Regions from separate parts of the Rattus norvegicus genome. Here region 1 is linked to region 2. The links are chromatin contacts, called in public Hi-C maps. All regions are on one chromosome and are shown on one strand. Each heading gives the region's core, a stretch centred on a gene start, on an enhancer-like site or on the middle of the called end of the contact. The rest is flanking DNA. Distances are from core to core; before and after follow the strand shown. Region 1 holds the start of Cmtm3 (CKLF-like MARVEL transmembrane domain containing 3). Region 2 holds the start of Nae1 (NEDD8 activating enzyme E1 subunit 1).

Evidence for each region. A called contact is a pair of places that touch in the nucleus more often than the background predicts.
Region 1: a Hi-C map of Schwann cells shows a contact between it and region 2, with 3 times the contacts expected there. The contact joins the promoter of Cmtm3 here to the promoter of Nae1 in region 2. A contact is called at or near these places in 4 of 12 Hi-C or Micro-C datasets (the A7r5 cell line, the Rat2 cell line, Schwann cells and 1 more).

Annotation. Positions count from the first base shown.
Region 1 is chr19:631,509-637,909 of GRCr8, reverse strand. It overlaps Cmtm3 (CKLF-like MARVEL transmembrane domain containing 3), which reads left to right and starts at 2,042. Exons shown (of 5, transcript NM_001106164.1): 1 at 2,042-2,257; 2 at 4,891-5,046; 3 at 5,933-6,028. The coding sequence starts at 2,111.
Region 2 is chr19:448,658-455,309 of GRCr8, reverse strand. Nae1 (NEDD8 activating enzyme E1 subunit 1) reads right to left here and starts at 2,848. Exons shown (of 20, transcript NM_032072.4): 1 at 2,753-2,848. The coding sequence starts at 2,805.

The sequences.
Region 1 (6,401 bases), core at 793-3,292, 180 kb before region 2:
AATTCTGGAGTTTCGGTCCCTTTAGAAAACACAGAAATAGAATTCTAAGAATATGTTTTTGCTGTAATCCCAAGCGTGGGATCTGGGAGGTGCTTCAGATCGTCCACAGCAGCTAAGATTTGCCTCGTGCTCTGGCAGGGTGTGGCTTTGCCAGCTGCAGATAATGTATGCAATTGTGTGACATTTGGCATTCTGGGGACATCTCAGAGGGTGTATACATGCTAGGGTCCCAAGAAGCGGGGTCGGCTGTTGGTTATTGTTGGTTGCAGGTTGTGCACAAAGAAGAAATTAGATCTCTTGACAGCAAAGCTCAAACTTGCCCCAAGGAACTCAATGCCCTTAATCAGCAGGAAGGTCTAATAACAATGTCACCTCTTTCCAGCCCCTGACTTTATTCAGGGATCTCTTTCCTTTTTCTTTCACTCTCTATCCAGTTTTCTCTCTTATCTAGTTAAAGGGTTAAAAGAGTGGAGGGAAAGGTATGGAGAAGGGTGGAAGAAAGAAGAAACCACAAAGTAGCCAAAGACAGCTATAATCACCCCTGGTCTCTATCAGCACCCAGACACAAGAGAATGCACGCACACGCGCGCGCGCGCGCGCGCACACACACACACACACACACACACATCACGTGAATGGTTAGAAAGGACAGTTGTAAAAAGTCCCCATGGCAAGAGGAAGCATCAATTTTCCTGAGGGCACAGTGGGAGGGAGCATGACTAGTGACTTAAGTTTATCTAGCTGACAAGGAAGAAAGCAGCGACTTCTTGAAGAGCCTCATAGTAGTTATGGGGGGCAGGAGTGCAAACTTAGTGGTAGTTAGAGAGCATCCGGGATGGGATAGTGGTGGGGGAGAACAAGGACAATTCCAGATCTCTGGTTAGTCCAGTAAGGAATAAACCCAAGCCTGAGGCAGCTAACAAAAGAGGCCAGGAAGAAGGACGTGCTAGCTGAGGCCTGACAGGGAGTGTGACCTGAAAAATAGAAGAGGAAGATGGGCAAGCCAAGGAGTAGAGGAAGCGTGGCCTGGGAAGTAGTAGGAAAACTCCAAGAGGAGCCAAGAGGGAGAAAGCACTCTGCAAGTGGAGAGGACTGGGCGGGAGTGGTGGAGGGGGGATCCTGGAGTTGTCTAGGTTCAGAAAGTGCCTAGGGTAGAAAGTTATTTCGTGCTTAAAGAGCAGAATGCGGAGCAGGGACAGGTGGTCGGCCTCGAAGCGCTCAGGGCAGATAAGTGGGTCTGTGTCAGTCAGGGCGGGGTAAGGAGACAGACGACACAAGAAGACTCCAAGCCAGCAAGCCACACAGAGCAAACCCCGCAGCTGGGGTTTGAGGGGGACTGGGAGGACCTAGGTACAGAGTCAGAGGGGGTGGGACGGAGCGGAAATAGTGAGTGGGGGAGGTGGGGAGGTGGGTGGGGAGCATGGGAAGGGGTGGGAGAATAGGGCAGAAGATAGGGGGAGCAGGTAAAGGAGGCTGTGAGAGACTGGGCACAGAGAATGACCGGGATGGGCTGGGGGGAGAACCAGTATGGGAGGTGTGGAGAATGAGAAATGACCGGAGGATAGAGGGCCAAGGATGATCGGAGGGGCAGTGTGGTGCAAAGAACCACGGGTGGGGAAGGGAGTAGGGGGAAGGGTCCGAGGGTGCGCCGGGGTCAGTGGGCGGGACAGGACGGAGGGGGAACTGAGAATGGAAGGCCAAGGGGTCGGGGAGGATCCTAGCGCCAGTGAAGAGGCAAAGGACGTAAGGGGAAATAGAGAAGACAGACTGGACTAGGTCTGAGAGGCAATGAGGAGTGGTTGGAAGGATGGGGCAGGATATGGGCAGGGGCAGTGGGGGAGGCGCAGATGGGAGGATCGAGGGGACGGATGGGTAGGGCAGTGTCCCAGAAATATGGGGCTACGTAGAGAATGGACGGAGGGAGAATGGGCGGGGCAGGGTTCGAGGGGCAGTTGTGGGTGGGGATGGGGGACGTGGGGGCGGGGCAGTGGAGGATGAGTCCCGGGCCTAGTCTAACTCAACTTTTTCTTCTTCCGCACAGCGGGTTTCCGCTTCCCTCCAGAGCGGTGGGTGAGACTGTGAGGCCGAGGCTCGACCAGATAGCGCCGCTATGTGGCCCCGGGACGCAGAGCCAGAGCCCGACCCGGAGTCCACGCATGGCCCCCGAAGTGGCAGGACAGTGCCGGGGCTCCGAGCCCTGTTGCCCGCACGCGCCTTCCTCTGCTCTCTTAAAGGCCGCCTCCTGCTGGCCGAGTCGGTGAGTGCGCGTGCTCCCCGGGTGCGTGAAGCCAGGTCCCCGCGCCCCCCAGCCCCGGGCCTTGCATCTCCAGCGCAGGGAAATCGCGTGAATTTGGGCCACCGCCCCCAAACTTGCTACGGCTTTTCTGTAGCGAGCTCGAATCAGAATCAGGCCCGAGCCGTGGTTTTCCTGGCTTCTCCAACCCACGAGGCCATCGAAAGGGATTAGAGACCAGGGTTTGGGGACCTGGACCCCGCTAGAGCGGCAGTCCGGCGGCTGTGTGACCTCGAGCGCCTCCACCCTCTCTGGGCCCCCGGGACTGCTGCGCTCGCTCGGCTCCTTCTGGCCTCGCCCGCTCTGCACAACCTCCCACCTCCTCTGTGGAGACGTAGCGGCCTGTTTGATGAAGATCCTGCGGAGTGGGATGAGCCCCCGGGGAGTGGGTGAGGCCGGGGCCACGTAGTGAAGGTGCAGGCAGACCACTGTCTCAGGGTGGCAAGCCAGCGGGTGACTTCATGCTCTTCTTCCTCCCTCCCGCACCGTACTCCTTCCTCCTCCTTGCTTGTCCCCACCCGGATAGGAAAGTCTCCTTTGTCCTCCCAACACTCCAGCATCATCACGTGTGGGGCGGGAACTGGCATGGAGCCTATGGAGATTGGGAGAGGGGTGGGAGGAGGGACGGTGGAAAGAGGAAACAGCCCATGGTGACAGCCACTTGTTGCTCAGATTTCCTAGCAACTTAATATCCGACCCGTTCTCACTTAGAGTCGGAGATAGAAGAGACAGTGGTTTTGCTAGGAAATTTGACAGGTGACCATCTAGTGGCCTTGAGGATAGATGGGGGCGGGGGTTCTGCCCTTGTACCCCATGACTTTTGAAGGAGGCGTCCACCCTAGGACACCAATAGAACCTAATACTTTGTTCCTAAGCGAGGTACCAAGTGTACCTAACGCCCATTCTCTAACTGGCCGTTTCAGATCTCTGGGAGCTTCTGGGGGCATAGGGCGGGGACTTTGAATCCACTGGCCACTGGCTTCAATCCTACCCTACCCAGTAGCCCTTCATGGAAAGGGGGTGAGTGCCAGCCAGCCAGAACTCACAAGATGTCCTTGCCCTAGCTGGGTGCCAGAAATCCAGACCTAGGAAAATATGAAGGGTAAGGGGCAAGCTTATAGGGTATAGGGGAGCCACCCCTAGTCATTCCTCCCCTTGGTCCCGTGCAAGTAGGGAGTCTAACCTGGATAGAAAGCTAGGGGAAGCAGCCACCAAGAATCAGGGCATGAGAAAACAGGAATCAAGGGGTGGTGTGTGTGTGTGTGTGTGTGTGTGTGTGTGTGTGTGTGTGTGTGTGTGTGTGTGTGTGTGTGTTGGGGCAGGGGAGTGTCACCAGAATCAGACTTTCTTAAGGAGAATGGTAACAGAAAGAGGAGAGGTATAAGAGCAGCCTTTGACAAGGAAATACAGTAGGGGCTGATGGCAACCTCAGAAAGCCTTTCTCTAAGCCTTAAGTTTCCTGTTTTCCCAAGGGAAGCTCAGCTTCCCCCATGATATGTTCAACGAAAGGGGTGGGAGTGGGGTTGCTGAGATCAATTCATTTGTCTGAAGCAGCCATGGTACCTCATGCAGGACTCCTGGGTTTCTCCTTAAACTGCTGAGCTATAGATGGACTCAAACCCATCCACAGTGATAGATAGAGAGGCTGTGAGTAGCACCCAAGTGGTTGTCAGAAGCAGAGAAGTCCAGAAACCTTAGCAAGGATTGGGCTTGAAGAGCCACTGACCTATCTTCTTCATCTTGTTTCCATGCCATGCACAAGTCTGCAGTAGTGAGCCTTAGCATCCTCCATACCTAGAGCATTGTGGCCCAGGCTTCTGGTGGGGTATAGCTAGCCCCACCTTTCACATAGACTGGGAATGGTGCAGCAGGAACCCTATGTCTTTACTCTCTCCAAGAGAGTTATGACTTTGTTGAGATTGGGTTTCATGTATCCCAGGCTGAGGAGGACTTTGAACCTCTGGTCTCTCTGCTTCCCCTCCCAAGTGCTAAGATTCCATGCATGTACCGCCATGCCTAGTTTATACAGTGCTCTGGATCGAACCCAGAGCTTTGTGTAGCCTAGGCAAGTTCTCTACCAGCTGAGCTGCAACCCCAGCCTCATGCATAGCTATTGTTGTTCTTTTCATGAAGACTCGCAGATGCAGGAGTGGCAAGACATCTCTATCAACCCCCCTGCATCGCCGCACCTGAACTGTGCAGTGGCTAACATTGCTCAGCCTTCTCTATCGCCCGTTTCCATCCACCTCCCTGTGCTTTCAGTCATTCAAACTCAACTGTAGATGTCAGTACGTCTCCACCGCAACCACTTCAGCATGCACAACATCCTTAATGAAGTTAGGTTTACCTAATTAGGTGTTGGGTGTGACGGTTTGAAAGCAGTAGATTTTAGCTCCGGCTCGCCCCCTTGTGGACACAGCTAAGCTGGCTATGTTCTGTCGTAGAGCTTAAGAGTTCAGCAGCCCCACAAGCACCCTGCTAGGGAGTCTGGGGCTTCGAGATGGGGTCCTAGCAGGGATTCAGCAAGGTATAGGACTCGGGGTTATGTCCTGGGCTGGGGGTGGTAAGAGGGTTTGAATATCCTTGCTCTTCCGCAGGGCCTTTCATTCATTACCTTCGTCTGCTATGTGGTATCCTCGGCATCTGCCTTCCTCACAGTGCCTCTTCTGGAGTTTCTGTTGGCCATCTACTTCCTCTTTGCTGATGCCATGCAGCTGAATGACAAGTGGCAGGGCTTGTGCTGGCCCATGATGGTAAGGATCAGGGGAACCAGAAGGAAGGGGTTGGCTGTCACCCAAAGAATCTAGGGTTCCACATTTCAGCCCTACTGTCTGCAGCAATAGTGAGCAGTTTGAAAGCTTCAGATAATTCAGGACACTCACACAACTCCACCGCTGCCCACCCATTAGCACTGTGACCACGGTCCTCATGGTAGGAGCCTCCTGAGCTGGTCTGTGACACTGGGCACCTAAGGATGATTCCTGACCACCAGGTGGAGCTGTTGCTCTGACCTTAGAGGAGGAATGTGTCTCAGCCACAGGCATTCAAGCCATTTCCAGCAAGGCAGGGTAACTGAGGACTTGGGACTTCCTAGAGTCTGGTCGTCTGGCATGTGACCACCTTATGTGACCACCTGAAGAACTTGCAGTCCCGAGAGAGTGCCTTTTAGTGGATAAAATGCATCACTGAAAAAAGCCACCAATGACTTGGGCTCAGACCCTACTCTCTAGACTTTAATCTCCAGTGTCCGTGTAATCACCTAGTCATAGCTAACAGCACTGCAGCCTCACCTCAGGGAGTAAGCAGAGACTGTGATCATAAATGAATCTCACTGTGGTAAAGCCAAGACCCTTGGGGAACTAGATGTTCTCCACTTCCCATTTCTGCCGAGCAAACTGTAGGCTAGTCTATACCCATTTGCTATTTGCAGAGAAGATACAGCTGGACCAGGGACAGGGCAGTGTAAGTTGCTGGAGGTCTTCAAGACAAGAGGCACATGAGGAATAGATTCACGGCCAGGACGTGCAAGTGGAGCCCGGACAGGGACTCCGTGGGTGCTGGGGCTGGTTGTGTTGGCTCCCCATGCTGTGCCCCATTTCAAGAGATCAGAACAGAGTGGACATGTTCCTCTCTCCTCAGGACTTCCTGCGCTGTGTCACGGCTGCTCTCATCTACTTCGTCATCTCCATCACTGCTGTCGCCAAATACTCAGAAGGGGCTTACAAGGCAGCAGGAGTGAGTGGCTGCCCTAACCCTCTCTGATGATACCCAACAGCATCCCTCCGAAATGCTCCAGGTCCTCCCCTTTGGCACCTACTTCCATAGTGGAACCTGGGCACATCCCACCCCTGCTTAGGCCCTGGGTCCCTGTGTGGGTCTCTGCCATTCCAGTCTGCTAATTAGAGACTTACTCTGTCCTCAGTTGGGAGGCTGGTGTCTACCAGGCCCATAGTCCTTATTGGTGGTAACTCAAGGGCTGTGCCTGCCCATCAGTCCTAGTTGGGTTACTCCTCAGTGCTGCTTGCTTATACCCAGTCTCCCAGAGGTCCTTGCAATGTTCCTAGCCACCTTGTCTGTATCCCCTGCCATATGCCATGAATGTATCCCA
Region 2 (6,652 bases), core at 1,599-4,098:
TTATGATTATATAATTATAATATAATATTATATTATATACTTATATATTTTATAGATTTTATAAATATATATTATATCATATATATTTTATAAAAATTTTATTTTATAAAAATATATAAATTAGGGGTTGGGGATTTAGCTCAGCGGTAGAGCGCTTGCCTAGGAAGCGCAAGCCCCTGGGTTCGGTCCCCAGCTCCGGAAAAAACAACCCCCCCCCAAAAAAAAATGTATATATTATATACTATATTACATATTATATTATTATAATATAATTATTATATTATACTATATATTGCATCATTATAATATATAATATATAAATATATAATAGCTGATGAACACCCTAATTTCTAATAGGAAGATTAAGAGATGCATACATTAACAACACAGAGGTGCAACAAGAATTAGAAGTGCATGTTATAACCTGATTGATACCGGCATATCACTACAAGGCAAAGTTCATGATCACACATGTATCATAATTTTGGGGCCAATCTTGCCACCTTTATTCCCCAATTCCTTGACACACATACATACCTTTCAAAATCCCAACCAACTAACAGTCTACTATTTTCTCTTCAGAATGGGAAGACCAAATTATTTGAAAATGCCATTGCCACACAAATACTATCTATCAGATGCCCGGGGAATGCAAAAGACTTTGAGGAGCTTGCCCTGTCACCAATATAAATAAAGCTTATCACCACAAGCTGCACCACTTCATTTTCCATTTACTGAGCACCCAGTCATCACTTTAAAGGGTCCCAGACCACGCTGCTGGCACAGAGCTTTGCCTAGAGCTGGCAAACAGAAGAACAGCTTGGAAAAAAAATCAGAGACCAGAAAGAGACTTTTTCTTTTCCATGGGGGCACAGTCTTATCTGAGTAATAAATGGTTGGGTAGGTGAAGAATGAGCCCTAGAGTACTGGTCCATCCATTTTCTTGTTAGCCTAAGAGCCAGGACTTGATCACTGGCTGCTACCTGCCTACTCAACTTTGTCTCTGCTTCCTTCTGACAGGGCTACAGCAATAAGCAGCTCTTGTTATGACAGATACAATGTAGTACTTTAATGAACAGGACTCAATAAAAATCCTCTTCAGGTGTCCTAGTAACCTTAAGTATCTTCTCGGCTTTGCTGCCTTATCCTTCTACCTACAAGAGTATGTAAGAACTCATAGTTGTTATAGGGGTTCCACTACCTCATTTCTCTCTCTAGAAGCTTGGACAAAGGATGAGCCTGAAAAAGCTAGATGACCCCAAGTTGAAAACATGTATAACTCTAGGCAAATTACCTAACTTTTACAAGTCTTAGTTTCCCTATCAGTATCAAAGGACGCCTGCCTTCAAGGATGTTCTCAGAACTGAGTGCCCAAATCTCTGATAGAGTGCCAACGAGGTGGTCAGCACAAAGAGAAATTCCCATCCTTAGGGACACGGTGTAAGTTCTCTTGGGATCAAGAGGGGCAGGAGGGTAGCAAGCACTTTTATACCCTCCACTGACACAACACACTAAATACACTCAGTAAGTAAGGAATAAGGTGGAGAGAGACAAGGATGGAAAAGTAATCCAAGAATCCACCTGATGGTTTAGATATTCCCTGTCCATTAAGGTATTCACAAATGGTTACTGAGTACTAGAAACGCAACAAGCATGAATTAAAGTATTCTTTATGCGTGTGTGTGGGGGGGGGGGGGTACTTGATTTATAAGTCACTGTGAACAACAACAAAAATTTAGCTTGGTAATTTTAACGGTAATTACGTTGAAATTGTAGTATTTTTGGAATACTGTTATAAACACTATTAAATTTGATTCTGGGATTGGGGGATGTAGCTCAATTTGGCAAGCGTTCACGATGCCCAGAGTTCCACCCTCAGCACTTAATAAACTGGATGTGATGGTCCACACTTGTAATCTCAGCTGTTGGGACAAAGAGGCAGGAGGATTGCTGCAAGTTAGAGTGCAGTCTGCTCTACATCGCAAGTCCAGGCCACTCAAGCGTGAAAGACAGAAAAAAGGGAGGGAAGCGCAAAAACTTATTTTTGAGCCTGGCCTGGCAGTGAACATTTGCAATCTGAGCACTTGGGACTTGGGACGTAGATGCCTGAGTTCAAGACCAGCCTGGACTGAATAAGACCATTTCTCAATATAAAAGGTGGGAGGGGGAAGGCACTAGTAGCAAAACTTATTTTCTGACTCTTTTTACTCTCCCTGTCCCCAATGTCTTCCTATGGAGCCTAGACTGGCTTTCTCCACCTGCCTCTGCTTCTCAAGTACTGGGATTACCACGTCCGTCCGGCTTCTTTTAACTTATTTGAAAGGTGTCTAGTGTAAAATGTATAATTACGAACAGAGATTGCTCAGGTGAAACTAGCATTATGCGCGGACGTAGAACAATACCTGACAGGGCGCAGCACACTGCGGTCGGGGTCGGAATGGGGCACTCCCGACCCCCTCGGTTAGCGAACGAGTGTGGACTGCTGTACCGTGCAGCCCAGATTCGCGGAGACACCGTGCACCTCCAACCGCGCACAGCGTGGCGGAGCCGTGCGGGAAGGGGCGATCCGGCCTTCGCCCAGCACTTTGCCCAGTGGCCAGAGCCCAGAGCGCCGGCTCCCCACGCCCCGCACGGCCAGGCGCAGCGGCAGGCCTGTGGGAGGCCGGCCCACGCCGCCTAGGCTCTTAGGCCCCGCCGACCTCCGGAGAGCCTGCAAGCCCGCCGGCTTGCTTACTCGGAAACCCCGGCTCACCTCAGCTGCCGGTCGTACTTTTGCTCCTTGAGTATCTTCCCTTGCTGAGCCATGGCCGCGCTTGCCCCACGATCAGCAGAGCCGCGTAAGTAGGCCTCCACCTACTCGCCCTCACGCAGGCGCATTAAGAGCCTTTAAGCGACCTCCTCCTACGCGCCGCCAGTAGGGGGCGCCGCAGCAACACTGCGCAGGCGTCACTGGGAAGCCGGGGAAACTAGAGGTAGAGTTCCACAGTACGTTTCTCTATACCTGCGGTAATTGTGGAGAACCCCGTCTTTTAAATCAAGTGATAATCCTTATCACTGATAAACTTTAATCCTTTTCTGGGTGAGTTCACAGTTCCTGAGAGTCCGCCAAGAGGAACAGTAATACACCAGCATACTTGTATATTGTATATTCTATATAGAGAAGCTAGCCTGATGGGTAGACAGAGAGGCCTCAGTGCACTGCTTCCCTCCAAGAATGGTCTCCGTGGTGACGCAATAGAAAAAGTCTTTTGAACAAGATTCAACAGCATTAGGTGACAAGTGAAACGTGGATGGGGGAGAGGGGGCGGTGTGTGAGAAGCAGCTGAAGCTGCCTGTGAGGCCCATGAGCAAGGAGGAAATTAACGCTGCAGTTGCCACCATTGATCCACGTGACACAGGATGACTGTCCTGTGGTGGCCGATGCTAAGGGAGGAGCTTATGAGCAAGTTGAGGACAGGAGGTAACAAGAGACTCCCTTCCTCTATCTCAAATCCTACAGGAGTCTCCAGATTCATGGTTGCCATATCTGCCTGCACATCCCGAGATTATTATCCCAGCACATGATGATTGTACATCCCCACACACAATCCCTCTAGCCCTGTGGGGTTGGGGGACCAAAGAGATGGCTCAGTTTGACAGTAATGTTGCTGTGCTAACAAATGCACTTCCCCTGGGCACGGTGTCAGTACCAAAATGAGGGCACAACCTGCTGTGACTTCCCTCCCCAACCCCTATGGAACCCAACTGGTGGGAGAGAAGGGGACAAGGCTTTCCCAGCTTATTATATGTGTCCCTTGTCGCATTCTTTCTCTAGTTAAACAGGTGAAACGTGAGAGATAATAAAATCCATCCAGGGAATGTGAGAAGGTCAAAAGTGAAAGGTGAAAGTTCACTACATAGCCTCTCTCATGCACATTGTCACCAGGAAAGGAAAGGTCGGCAAATGTAATTGGAAAGAACTACATGAAGGTAGGGGAAAGTGGGGAGGGGGGGCGCAGGGCAGAGGGTGTTGCACTGCCTGCAATTGTGTGATTTTTGAGAAGCATTCAGTTGTTGTTAACGGTAAAAGGATACCTCAGAGCATGCATTTCTTATAATTTTTTAATATTTATTTATTTATGGGTGCATGTGCAAGAATGCCACGGTGCACTTATGGAGGACAGAGGACAACTTGCAGAAGTCACTTCTCCTCCCTCTCTCTCAACACAGGTTCCAGGAATAAATCCAAGTCTTCCAGTTTGGCAGGAACCTTTACCTGCTGAGCCATCTTGCTGCCTCTCCTCTAAGGAAAAATTATTATTCTTAATTGTGGACATGTGTGAGGATTCACATGCGAGTGCATTAACTATGGGCCATCCCCCTGGGATAGGAGTTGCACGTGGTTGTGAAACATTCAGTGTGAGTACTGAGCAACAAGTGCTCTAAACTGCTGAGCCTTTTCTCCAGCCCTTTAAAAGAATGGGTGCAGAGGAAATGAAAGAAAGGGGGAAGAAAAAAATTAAAGAGGGGGTTATCACTGTAGTCACTTCCGTTAAAAGAATAAAGCAGGGCTGGAGAGATGGCTCAGCGATTAAGAGCACCCGACTACTCTTCCAGAGGTCCTGAGTTCAATTCCCAGCAACCACATGGTGGCTCACAACCATCTATAAAGAGATCCGATGCCCTCTTCTGGTGTATCTGAAGACAGCTACAGTGTGCTCATATGCATAAAATAAATAAATCTTTAAAAATAAAAGAATGAAGTGGGGCCTTTGTAGAAGCAAGCTTTAGCCCATGTGTGAGGAGGACAGGGTTAAAACATTTGGGTGGAGGTTTCACAACGTGGTGGGGGGTGGTAAAAAGATTTTAATTCCCTTTGGTAAGCAAAACTTTCATAGTGTTTTATGGGAAAGACTAATATTTAATGGGTTTTACATGTTCAACCTGCTTCACACAGAGAGGATAGGCTTGGATTGGGGGAGGGAAATAGCCCAACTGAAGAATTAGAAAAAAAAATATTCTGATATTTCTGGTCAAGCCCAATTCAAGTCTGTTATTTCATCCATCCTTACTGATCTCTATCCAGAGACATTGGATCTATAGTTGTGGGGGTGGGGGACTGAGGACAGCCTGTTGCCTGTGAGAGAAAGAAAACAGTATGTGTATTGTTCTGCTTGACCTCTAGCCTTCCCTGCTGCCCTTGCCACCTTTGCTTTCCTCCCAGGTGCTCATTCACGCCTCCCCTAACCTCATGAGCAGCCTGAGGCAACAGTGATCTACAATGTTCACAACTGGCTCCCCATTTAACCTTTACAAAGTATTTGATAAATGTATGTTAAAAGAAGGATAAAGGACTCCTGCTACATTTACTTACTTCTATTTATGTATGTGAGCCTGAGTGAGTTTATGTGCAGGAACTGCTGGAAGACAGAAAAATGAGGCCAAATCTCCTGAGACTGCAATTACAGAAGATTGTGAACCACTGTGTGGGTGCTAAGAATTGAACCTGGAGGGCTGGAGATGGCTCAGTGGTTAAGAGTACTCACTGCTCTTCCAAAGGTCCTGAGTTCAATTCCCAGCAGCCACACCTGTCTGATGTTGTCTTCTAGTGTGCAGATATACATGCAAAGTACCCAAATACATAAATAAATAGATCTTAAAAGATTTAAAAATAAAGGAATTGAATCTGGGTCCCCTGGAAGAGCAGCCAGTGCTCTTAGCCATAAAGCCATCTCACCATATTTTCTTGAGTTCTGATTGTTTGAGGTCTAGATGTAGTATTACATACTTTTTTTTTTTCTTCTTTTTTTTGGAGCTGGGGACCGAACCCAGGGCCTTGTGCTTGCTAGGCAAGTGCTCTACCACTGAGCTAAATCCCCAACCCCCAGTATTACATATTTTTAATCCAAGCACTTAGGAGGCAGAGGTAAGCCGAGTTGTAAGTATAAGGCCAGCAGCCTGGTCTATATAACAAGTGCAGTCTACATAAGTGCCAAGCCAACCAGAGCTACATCCAGAGCTACATAGAGAGACTCAGTCTCAAATAAGCAAATCATGAAGTTCGGGAGTTAGAAAGATGGCTTCTCAAGTAAAGACACTTAATACTGAAATTGACAGCTTGAGTTTGATAGCCAGGACCTGCATGGTGGAAGAAAAAAGGAGTACTGAAAATTGTCTTCTGATCTACACATATGTTCCATGGCATCTGGACACACACGCACATGCACACATACATGGACATGTGCACATGCACGCACACAAAGATGAATGAAGAAAGGATGTTCAGTGCAATGCTACTCTGCAATGTTGAAAACTAGAAAGTATACCAGAGCAATGAATGAATAGTAAGTGTAAAGTTTTGAAAGGTTAGTCAAGCATTGACATGCTAACTTAGGGGCAGTAAGAGAAAACAAACAATAAATAAATAATAAACAAACAATAAATAAACAAACAGATACATTTTCTTAAGTATGTTTTTCTGATTCTAACAAAGTTTTTGCAGTAGAAATATATTCTACAATTTGAAAAGAAATGTTTGGGGTTTTAAATGTGCCCAACAAACTAAGAAAAAGTGAAAGGATAGAAATCATAAGAACAGAGAATTAGGGTTGGAGCAATGGCTCAGTGGTTAAGAGCACTGACTGCTCTTCCAGAGGTCCTGAGTTCAATTCCC